Regions from separate parts of the Sus scrofa genome. Here regions 1 and 3 are each linked to region 2. The links are chromatin contacts, called in public HiChIP or PLAC-seq maps. All regions are on one chromosome and are shown on one strand. The core of a region is the stretch at or near the end of the contact, and the rest is flanking DNA. Distances in the headings are between cores, read along the strand shown.

Region 1 (2,700 bases), core at 15-2,514, 380 kb after region 2:
TGTGTTTTCCCTTACTTGCAGCATGTCACTCCCCAACTCCTTGCTTGTGTTCCAAACTCTGCCTGCATTTTGGAGCGGGTCCTGTCTCTCAGCCCAGGCCAGGCCTCCATGGTCAATGCCTTGACCTCCCTCCCCCCTCATCTTCCCCTTTCTGACATCTCGAGCTGTTTCCTGTGTTTTTCTGTGCGTGGGCACCCCTGTCCCTTTGCTCTGGGAACCTTGGGAATCTTTGGGAAGGGCTGGGGGGGAGGTCAGATCCATGCAGTCCTCTGCACCCCCTCCTTTAACTCCTTCCTTCCTGGGACTTCCTGTCTGACACAGCTCCCATTTCTTTAAGGTCTTGCCTGTGGACTCCCTCCTCTGGTCACTTCAGATTTCTATTCCCCAGGACTCAGCCTTGGAGGTTTCATTTAGTAGCATAGTCCAAAGAGCTGTTAAATCACTTCACTGGCACTGGTAAATTACTCAACCTCTCTGTGCCACAGTTTCCCCATCTGTATAAAGGGGACAGTTTCCTGGGGCTGCCTTAGGTGGGTTCAGCTGCAGTCACTGGTTAATAGGTCGCGGGGGGCGGGGGCGGTTGGGGGAGGACGGTGGTAGGGGGTGGCCACCATGCTTGATGAACCGCCTCTCTCCCTCCTCTGCAAGAGTATGCCTGGCAACCCTATACCAGGTCTCTAGGGCTCAGGGTATTCCCTGCTTGACTTGACTAAACCCCAGTTTCTCAGCCTCCCACCTCCTCCTCCCCTCCACTCTCCAGGCGCTCCGCCTCGGCCCCATTTCCTGTCAGGGGTGAGGCCCCCTCCAGGGCCTCCCAAGGAGCACGCAGCGCTGGCATCCCTGGCCAGGCGCACATAACGGTCCGCGCCCCCTCTCCCCCCAGCCCGTTACTTCCAGGACCCCTGCTTACCCCGGCCCCCAACCCCGGCCCGCAGGGGGCTCCGCTGGGCTTCCCCAGTCCCCTCAGTGGTCCCTCCTTGGGGCCTCGGGACACCCCCTCCCAGGCCAGATGGGGTCTGGCGCCCCTTCTTCTCCACCTTCCCCTCTCACCGCGCTCCTTCGCGTCCGACTTTTTCCGGGGAAGTTTCTCCCGGCCCCGAAGGCGGGAGAAGGTTTTCCTGAGCAGCGGCTCGGCCATGCTGGGGCCCGGGCCGGGCGGAGTGCGCGCCCCGGGCTCGGGCCGCGCCGCCCCCCGCCCTCCCCGCCCCGCCTGGGCCTCCCCGCCCGCCCCCAGTCCAGCGGCAGCAGGAAGCGCATTCCGGGAATGCTTGGCCCCAATTTTTTTTTTTTTCTTTCCCCTTCCCGCGGCCTGAGCGGGCGATGCTGGGATATGTAGTCAGTCGCCTGGGGCCGAGAGGGGAGTGAATGGGGGCTCTGTGCTGCCTCCTGGGCTCCAACTGAATATTGTAGAGCAGGACCAGGCCCTCATCTTTCCTCGTATCCATCTTCTGTTGATGACCGCCTACAGCAAGTTCTCTTGGGTTTATTACAAAATTCATCGGGCACTTATCCCTTTTCTTTCCCCCCATCCACTGTTCTAGCCTGGTGCAAGCCCTAGGCACCTCTCAGTTTTTGAAGACATGGCCATTTCCTTAGTTTCCTGATGCCATTGCGGTGCCTGTCTCCTCCACCCAGTTCTCCTCCCCTCAACCGGCCCCCGGCAATTCCAATTACTGCTGCTGTTTAACAAACCATCCCAAAACTTAGTGGTGTGAAACAGAGTTTCATGATGCTCACACATGCTGTGGGTCAGAAATGTGAGCTAACATTGTTTCTATTCAGTTGGAAAGATTTTGAGGTTTAGGGGGTTACTCAACAAGTGAGGGTCCAGAATCACCTGGAAAAATGTTCACTTACAGATCTTGCAATTGATGCCAGGTGTGGGCTGGACCTCTATAGGGGTTGTGGAATAGGGCACCTACACATGCTTCTCCATGTGAATTGGGGGCTTCGAGCAGCTCAATAGTCAAGAGTATTTGGGCTTCTTGCTTATCTACCGAAGCTTCAAAAATGAACAAGGCAGGGAGTTCCTGTCGTGGCGCAGTGGAAGTGAATCCGACTAGAATCCATGAGGTTGTGGGTTTGATTGCTGGTCTTGCTTAGTGGGTTAAGGATCCGGAGTTGCCATGAGTTGTGGTGTAGGTCGCAGATGGGGCTTGGATCTGGCCTTGCTGTGGCTCTGGCGTAGGCCGGCAGCTATAGCTCTGATTAGACCCCTGGTCTGGGAACCTCCATTTGCTGTGCGTGTGGTCCTAAAAAAAAAAAAAAAAAAAAAAAAAAAAAAAAAAAAAAGAACAAGGCAGGAAGTCCCTGGTGGTGCAGTGGATTAAGGATCTGGCTTTGTCACTGCTGTGGCTCTGGTCACTGCTATGACTGGTCACTGCTGTGATGTGTGTTCCATCCCTGACCCAGGAACTTCTGCATGCCACAGGCAAGGCAGAAAAAAATCCAAAATGAACAAGACATTACCTTTGCTGAATCAGCTTTGAGTGCCAAACTGTGTTACTTCTCGCACCAGATTCAAGGAGAGGGGTCATAGGCTGCACCTCTCTCAGTGGGCTATGTGTCAATGTGACCTTGTAACATTCTTGTGTGAGAGAATGTGGGATGGCAGATATTATTGTAGCCATTTGGAAAATTTAACTTGCCTCACTTGTATATTCCAATCTCCATGCAATATTCAGAGTGGACTTAAAAACC
Region 2 (2,700 bases), core at 5-2,504:
GAGCAGAGAGGCCCACTGATATATCCTGAGGGTGGAAGACAAGTTTGGAAGAGACAGACGCCAGAGGAAGGGGAGGAGGAGGAGAGACTGACCACACATCTCCTCAGCTCCTGCTGTACCCCCATAGGGGCATAAGAGGGGTGGAAGTCATAGCTGATTCCTCTGGGAAGCAGAAGCCCAGAGAGGAGCAGACACTGACCTGAAACCAAAAGAGATGGGCCAGGCAGGGACAGACCCTGGACAGTGGCCCTGAGGAGGCCTCAAGACCAGCAGTGGACACCATGGGGTCACTAGGGGACCCAGCTCTCTGCAGCCCATTCTGTCACTAGAGGACCCAGCTCTCTCCAGCCCATTCTGAGAGCTCCTCAGATGTGCACCAGTGTAGGGAAGACGGGCAGGAACATAACCCCAAACTGGCCTTGGGTGAGGAAGACTATGAACCATGAAAATATTGGGGCATAGAGTGGACAGAGAGGAGAGGGTTCGACCCAGTGGAGAAGTGAGGAAAATGCTCTCCCTTACTTCTCTGCTGCCCTAGACCCCAGCTCAACCTCAGACCCCAACCTCCCTGAGCCTGATCCCCGACCCCTCAGGAAGTCCACACACCATCATTCCCCAGACCCATCCTGTTGCCCACACTCACCAGGTCCTGGTGACCCCAAAACCAGTTCCGTTTTGGGGGTTGCGGGAAACACCGGAGGCGGCAGCAGTTGTCATAGAAGTCATAGATCCAGGACAGGATTCGGGACAGGAGCCAGGTAGCACCGACCAGCTGCAGGAGCAGCCACGGGGAGGCTGACACAGGCCCCAGTCCCAGCCAGGACAGGCTCAGCTGCAGCATCCTGTAGGGCAGATGGTGTGGAGAGTGAGCTCCTGAGACTCAGCAAAGGGACAGTGAGGGTGAGCTCTGAGGCAGAGACAAATAGACAAACAAATACAGGGAGAGGAACAAGGGGGTGAGTGCTGGGGAAGGAAGGACTCAGAGATGAGCAGACTGAGGCTCAGAGAGGGGAGGAGACCCAGGAAAATCCAGAGGAAGAGAAAGAGACAGGGAGAGGGCGAGAGAGAAGATAATGAAGAAATGCCCACTTGGAATCAGTGGAAAGTTGCCTTGGGCAGTGCCCCTCCCTACCCTGGGCCAGAACTTTCAGCCCCACCAACGCCAGCGCTGCACCTTCTGTCTGGAGCAACTAGTCCCACACAGCTTCTTCTGTCCTCATCCTGGAGAGTCTTCTTCCCTGTCCTGACTTCCAAATGGGGCCAGTCGGGAGTGGCGGTGGTGGGGGGGGAGGCCTTGAGTGGGTCAGCCAATCCCTGCTTGCCTGGCTGCCTCCTCCCACCTGGAGTCTGCCCAAGACTTAGAAACCTGGAGCAGCTGGCTCCAGAGAGGAACCAGCTCAGATTCACGTGGTGCAGATGCTGACTTCTTGGGACTCAGCACCTCCCACTCAGCTTGCTGGAAGGCGGACAAAGGTGACTCTGTGCCCCTGTGTTTACAGCTGCCCCTGCCCTTCCAAGGCCAGGGTACAGCAGGTAAAATTATGAGTGTTTCGGGTGCAAACCATGTCCCAAAACATCTCCGTGGCTCTCACCACGTGTGGGCCAGAAGGGCAGCATGCACCATTTCTTGGCACAGAATCAGAAAGCCCAGAGGCAAGAAACTTCTGGCCTCCAGGGCACGCAGCCTGGCAGGAGTTTAAGCCCTGCCTCCAAGCAACCCAGGCCTTGGGTTGGGATAAAACTGCTGGGAGTAGGAAAAGAGAAACCAGCCTGGCTGGGGATTACCACAGCAGATTCAGGGGGTCAAGGGCCCAGTCAGAAGAGGACAGCTGGAGGCTTGAGGTGTAAGGCTGAGAGGGGTCAGGAGAGAACAGGGTCCACACAGGGGAAGGCAAAGCTGGGAGATCTTGAGTGGAGTTCTGCCCTGCCCTCACTCTAACTATAGGCTGTGCCAACCTCCTTTGGGCTCAGCCTTCCCGTCTGGGAATTGGGATATCAGCTGTAAATGTGTTTCGTCACCTCCAGATCCTGTCCTAAACTCCCCTGTAAAGTAATCTCAGCCCTCATGAGGTCTCCCCAAGATCAGGCTCCAAGATGAGGATGAGTTTGAAGGATGGAGATGCAAAGTGAGAGGATTTGGACAGACATTCCTGCTGCAGCTAATAGAATGTTTGGAAAATGCCCAAATTTCCTCTCCTGCCACCACTACCCCATTCCTTCCAGGCCCACATAATCCAGCTTTTGAGGGACTGGTCCTGAAGCCCTCAGCAAGTTTGTGTGCCCTGTCCCAGATTCTTTGCCTCCTTGGCCAAAGTGATCCACCTGCTGAGGTGTCCATTCAGAGAAGGGCCAGGAGCAGGGCTATGGTAAGTGAGAGGCAACAGGGGTAGCCAGATAGGGGTGAAGAGAAGCAAAAGGAAGGAAGAGGAAACAGGTCCAGAAAGGTTCAGTGACTCGCTCCAGCCACACAGAGAAGTAATTTAACAAGACAGCACAAGCAGAAGTGAATCCTGGCACAGAGTGCATGCTCATTAACTATTTAGGGAAGAAAGGGCCTTTTATAGTCATGAGCTCTAAGAAATGGCCACTCAAAATATGGTCCTCAGACCAGCGGCATTGACATTACCAGCAGCATCTAGGAAACGCAGAATTTGGGGCTTTAACCCCCACCTGCAAAGTCATGGCTGCAAAAATTCTGCT
Region 3 (2,700 bases), core at 36-2,535, 320 kb after region 2:
ACAGACTGGATGGACACAGACTGCCCAGAGGCCAAACGACTGAAGGTTGTGTCCCCTCTTCTGCCCTCAGGGTCCTGGGTGGGGGCCCAGTGGTCAGCGGGAGAGGGAGGGAAATGTCCACTGTCCCTGGCTCTGGAGAACAGCCATGGTACCCACCCCATCCTGCTCCTCTAACTGGGCCAGCCTGGGGTCTTCCCAGAGGGGATCTCCTGGCCCAGACAGTGATTCTGCTTTCTCTCTGCTGCATCCAACTTTGTCCTATGTGCCCCGCCTGAGAGTGCTCCCAGCTCATCTTTTCCTATCCTAGGACCACACCTGTGGGCCCTGTCTATTCAGCCTGGGCTGCCCTAATGAAGTGCCGCAGACTGGGTGGCTCAGATAACAGACCCTTATTTTCTTACAGTTCTGGAGGCTTGAAGGTCGAGATCAAAGTGCTGGCAGGATTAGTTCTTGGTGAGGGCTCTCCTGGCATGTAGAATGTGCCTTCTCACTGTGTCCTTACGTGGCCTTTCCTCTGTGTGTGGATGCTGAGAGAATGCTGGTATCTCTTCTTCTTCTTCTTATTTTTTTTATAAAATTTTATAATTTTCTCCATATCTTTTGTTAGATTTATTCCTGGATATTTACTAGTTCATTATGCTATTCCAAATGAAATTTTTTTTCTCCATGCCCACAGCATGTGGAAGTTCCTAGGCTGGGGGTTGAACCTGCATCATAGCAGCCATTGCAGTGACAACACCAGATCCCTAATCCACTGCACTACAAGAGAACTCCTCTTCTTTCCCTTTTCCTTTTTTTTAATGGTCGCACCTGTGGCATATGGAAGTTCCTAGTCTGGGGGTCAAATTGGAGCTGCAGCTGCTAGTCTCTGCCACAGCCATGAGCTACATCTGCAACTTACACTGCAGCTTGTGGCAATGCCAGATCCTTAACCCACTGAGGGAGTCTGAGAATTGAACCCATATCCTCATGGACTCTATGTTAGGCTCTTTTTTTTTTTTTTTTGCTTTTTAGGGCCTCATCTGTGGCACATGGAAGTTTCTAGGCTAAGGTGTCTAATCTGAGCCACAGCTGCTGGGATCAGAGCTGCATCTGCGACCTACACCACAGCTCATGGCAATGCCACATCTTTAACCCACTGAGCAAGGCCAGGGATCAAACCTGTATCCTTATGGATCCTAGTCAGAATCATTAACCATTGAGCCACGAAGGGAACTCCTTATGTTGGGCTCTTAACCCACTAAACTGCAAGGGGAACTCTTCTCTTCCTTTTCTTATAGAACCCCACCCTTATGATTTCATTTAATCTTAATTACTTCCTTAAAAGCCCTATCTCTAAATATAGTCATGTTGGGGGTTAGGCCTTCAACATATTTTTTTGGGGGGGAACACAATTCATAACAGGCTCCTGCTAGCATTACTTTCATACTTGCTGAATGTCTTGAAAACACACAAAGCAACTTGTTTCATCGTTAGGAGGATGCCATAAAGCAGCTATTGATAGACATCTCCATTCTTAGCTATTTCTGGCCTGCCTATATTTTAATGTTTGTTGAAATGGAGACATCTATTACAATTGACAACTGAAGAAATCTGCTTGCCCCAGGCTTTTTTCTCCCTTTCTCATCCAAAAGTGGCGTTCAGTATATGGTGCATAATGTTTATGATGGCGTTTTAGCATTGCAGAGTGATTGCATTATCATGAGAAGTTCAGAGTTCTGATGTAATTTGCCCAGGGTCACAAGCCCATTAAGTGACAGTGTCAGAAATCAAATCAACATTGAAGGCTCTCCCATCCTCCAGGACCCCTTTCTGGTTAGCTGTCCATCACCTGGATCTTCCCTTTTGTGAATTTCATCTCCCCATCTGGGTTCGTAAGCTCAGGTCTGGCTTGATCAAGCTCTCTGTCTGTAGGCTCTTAAATGTCCAGCCAGGCTAGTTAGGAATATCCCACTTCGTTTGGATAACATCATTCATTCTTGTGGACCATGAGTCTGAAATGTATTGAGCTCCTGCGAGGGGCCCAGGTGCTGGGCTCCTGAGGATAAATCAATACACAAGTGTGTGATTATTCAGTCCTGATACCTCATGTTCTTGTTTGTGGTACCAGGTGGGAGCCTTCATGGTATCCAGGGTAACTCCCTACTTCTCATCTTCCCACTCACCTTCCCTTCCTTTCCCAGATTAATACTGATCCTTGCAGGATCCCTCTACTCCCACATTTCTTTTATCAATAGTTCGTAATTTCCAGAATACAAGCTTTGCATTTCTTCTGTTAAATTTAATTTTAAAGTTTTTTGTTTGTTTGTTTTCTTTTTCGGCCACTCAGTGGCATTTGGAGTTCCCAGGCCAGGGATCAGATCTAAGCCACAGTTGTGACCCACGCTGCAGCTTTGGCAAGGCAGGATCCTTAACCCACTGTGCTGGGCTGGGGATTGAACCTGTGTCCCAGTGCTCCAGAGATGCTTCTGGTCCTGTTGTACACAGTGGGAACTCCTTAAAATTTTTTGTTTTTCTCCATACTGTTGTCAATAGGATTGTTCTCTTAACTTCATTTTAGGTGTGTTCCTGTCTAGTGTATAGACAGGTGTGTGCTGACAGGTGCTGTGCTCTGCATCTCTTGATCATCCATCGTGGGTTCCCAGGCCCTCTCCCCTTCCAACCTGGATTAAAATCCTAGTTCTTCCTCTTGAGTTTTCT

What was found. HiChIP or PLAC-seq counts read pairs in DNA pulled down with a chosen protein or histone mark.
Region 1: an H3K27ac HiChIP or PLAC-seq map of skeletal muscle shows a contact between it and region 2. The contact joins the promoter of SYDE1 here to the promoter of CYP4F55 in region 2. A contact is called at or near these places in 6 of 47 Hi-C or Micro-C datasets (embryonic fibroblasts, mesenteric adipose tissue, omental adipose tissue and 3 more) and 2 of 2 datasets of contacts at active chromatin or transcription factors (alveolar macrophages and skeletal muscle).
Region 3: a contact with region 2 is called in an H3K27ac HiChIP or PLAC-seq map of alveolar macrophages. The contact joins the enhancer-like site here to the promoter of CYP4F55 in region 2. A contact is called at or near these places in 11 of 47 Hi-C or Micro-C datasets (alveolar macrophages, blood, embryonic fibroblasts and 7 more) and 2 of 2 datasets of contacts at active chromatin or transcription factors (alveolar macrophages and skeletal muscle).

The regions. Positions count from the first base shown.
Region 1 is chr2:62,452,680-62,455,379 of Sscrofa11.1, forward strand. SYDE1 (rho GTPase-activating protein SYDE1) reads right to left here and starts at 1,265. Exons shown (of 8, transcript XM_003123426.4): 1 at 1,051-1,265. The coding sequence starts at 1,138.
Region 2 is chr2:62,069,698-62,072,397 of Sscrofa11.1, forward strand. CYP4F55 (cytochrome P450, family 4, subfamily F, polypeptide 55) reads right to left here and starts at 1,255. Exons shown (of 13, transcript NM_001244636.1): 1 at 1,133-1,255; 2 at 644-842. The coding sequence starts at 841.
Region 3 is chr2:62,389,771-62,392,470 of Sscrofa11.1, forward strand. It overlaps NOTCH3 (neurogenic locus notch homolog protein 3), which reads left to right. Exons shown (of 33, transcript XM_021083631.1): 28 at 1-45. Among named protein-coding and RNA genes, the nearest start is that of NOTCH3, 27 kb to the left of the region's middle. Within about 2 kb of position 1,286, at least 1 of the 83 cell types and tissues checked has an H3K27ac peak or open chromatin away from gene starts, as enhancers often do. A contact at or near this core is called in alveolar macrophages, where this site is marked.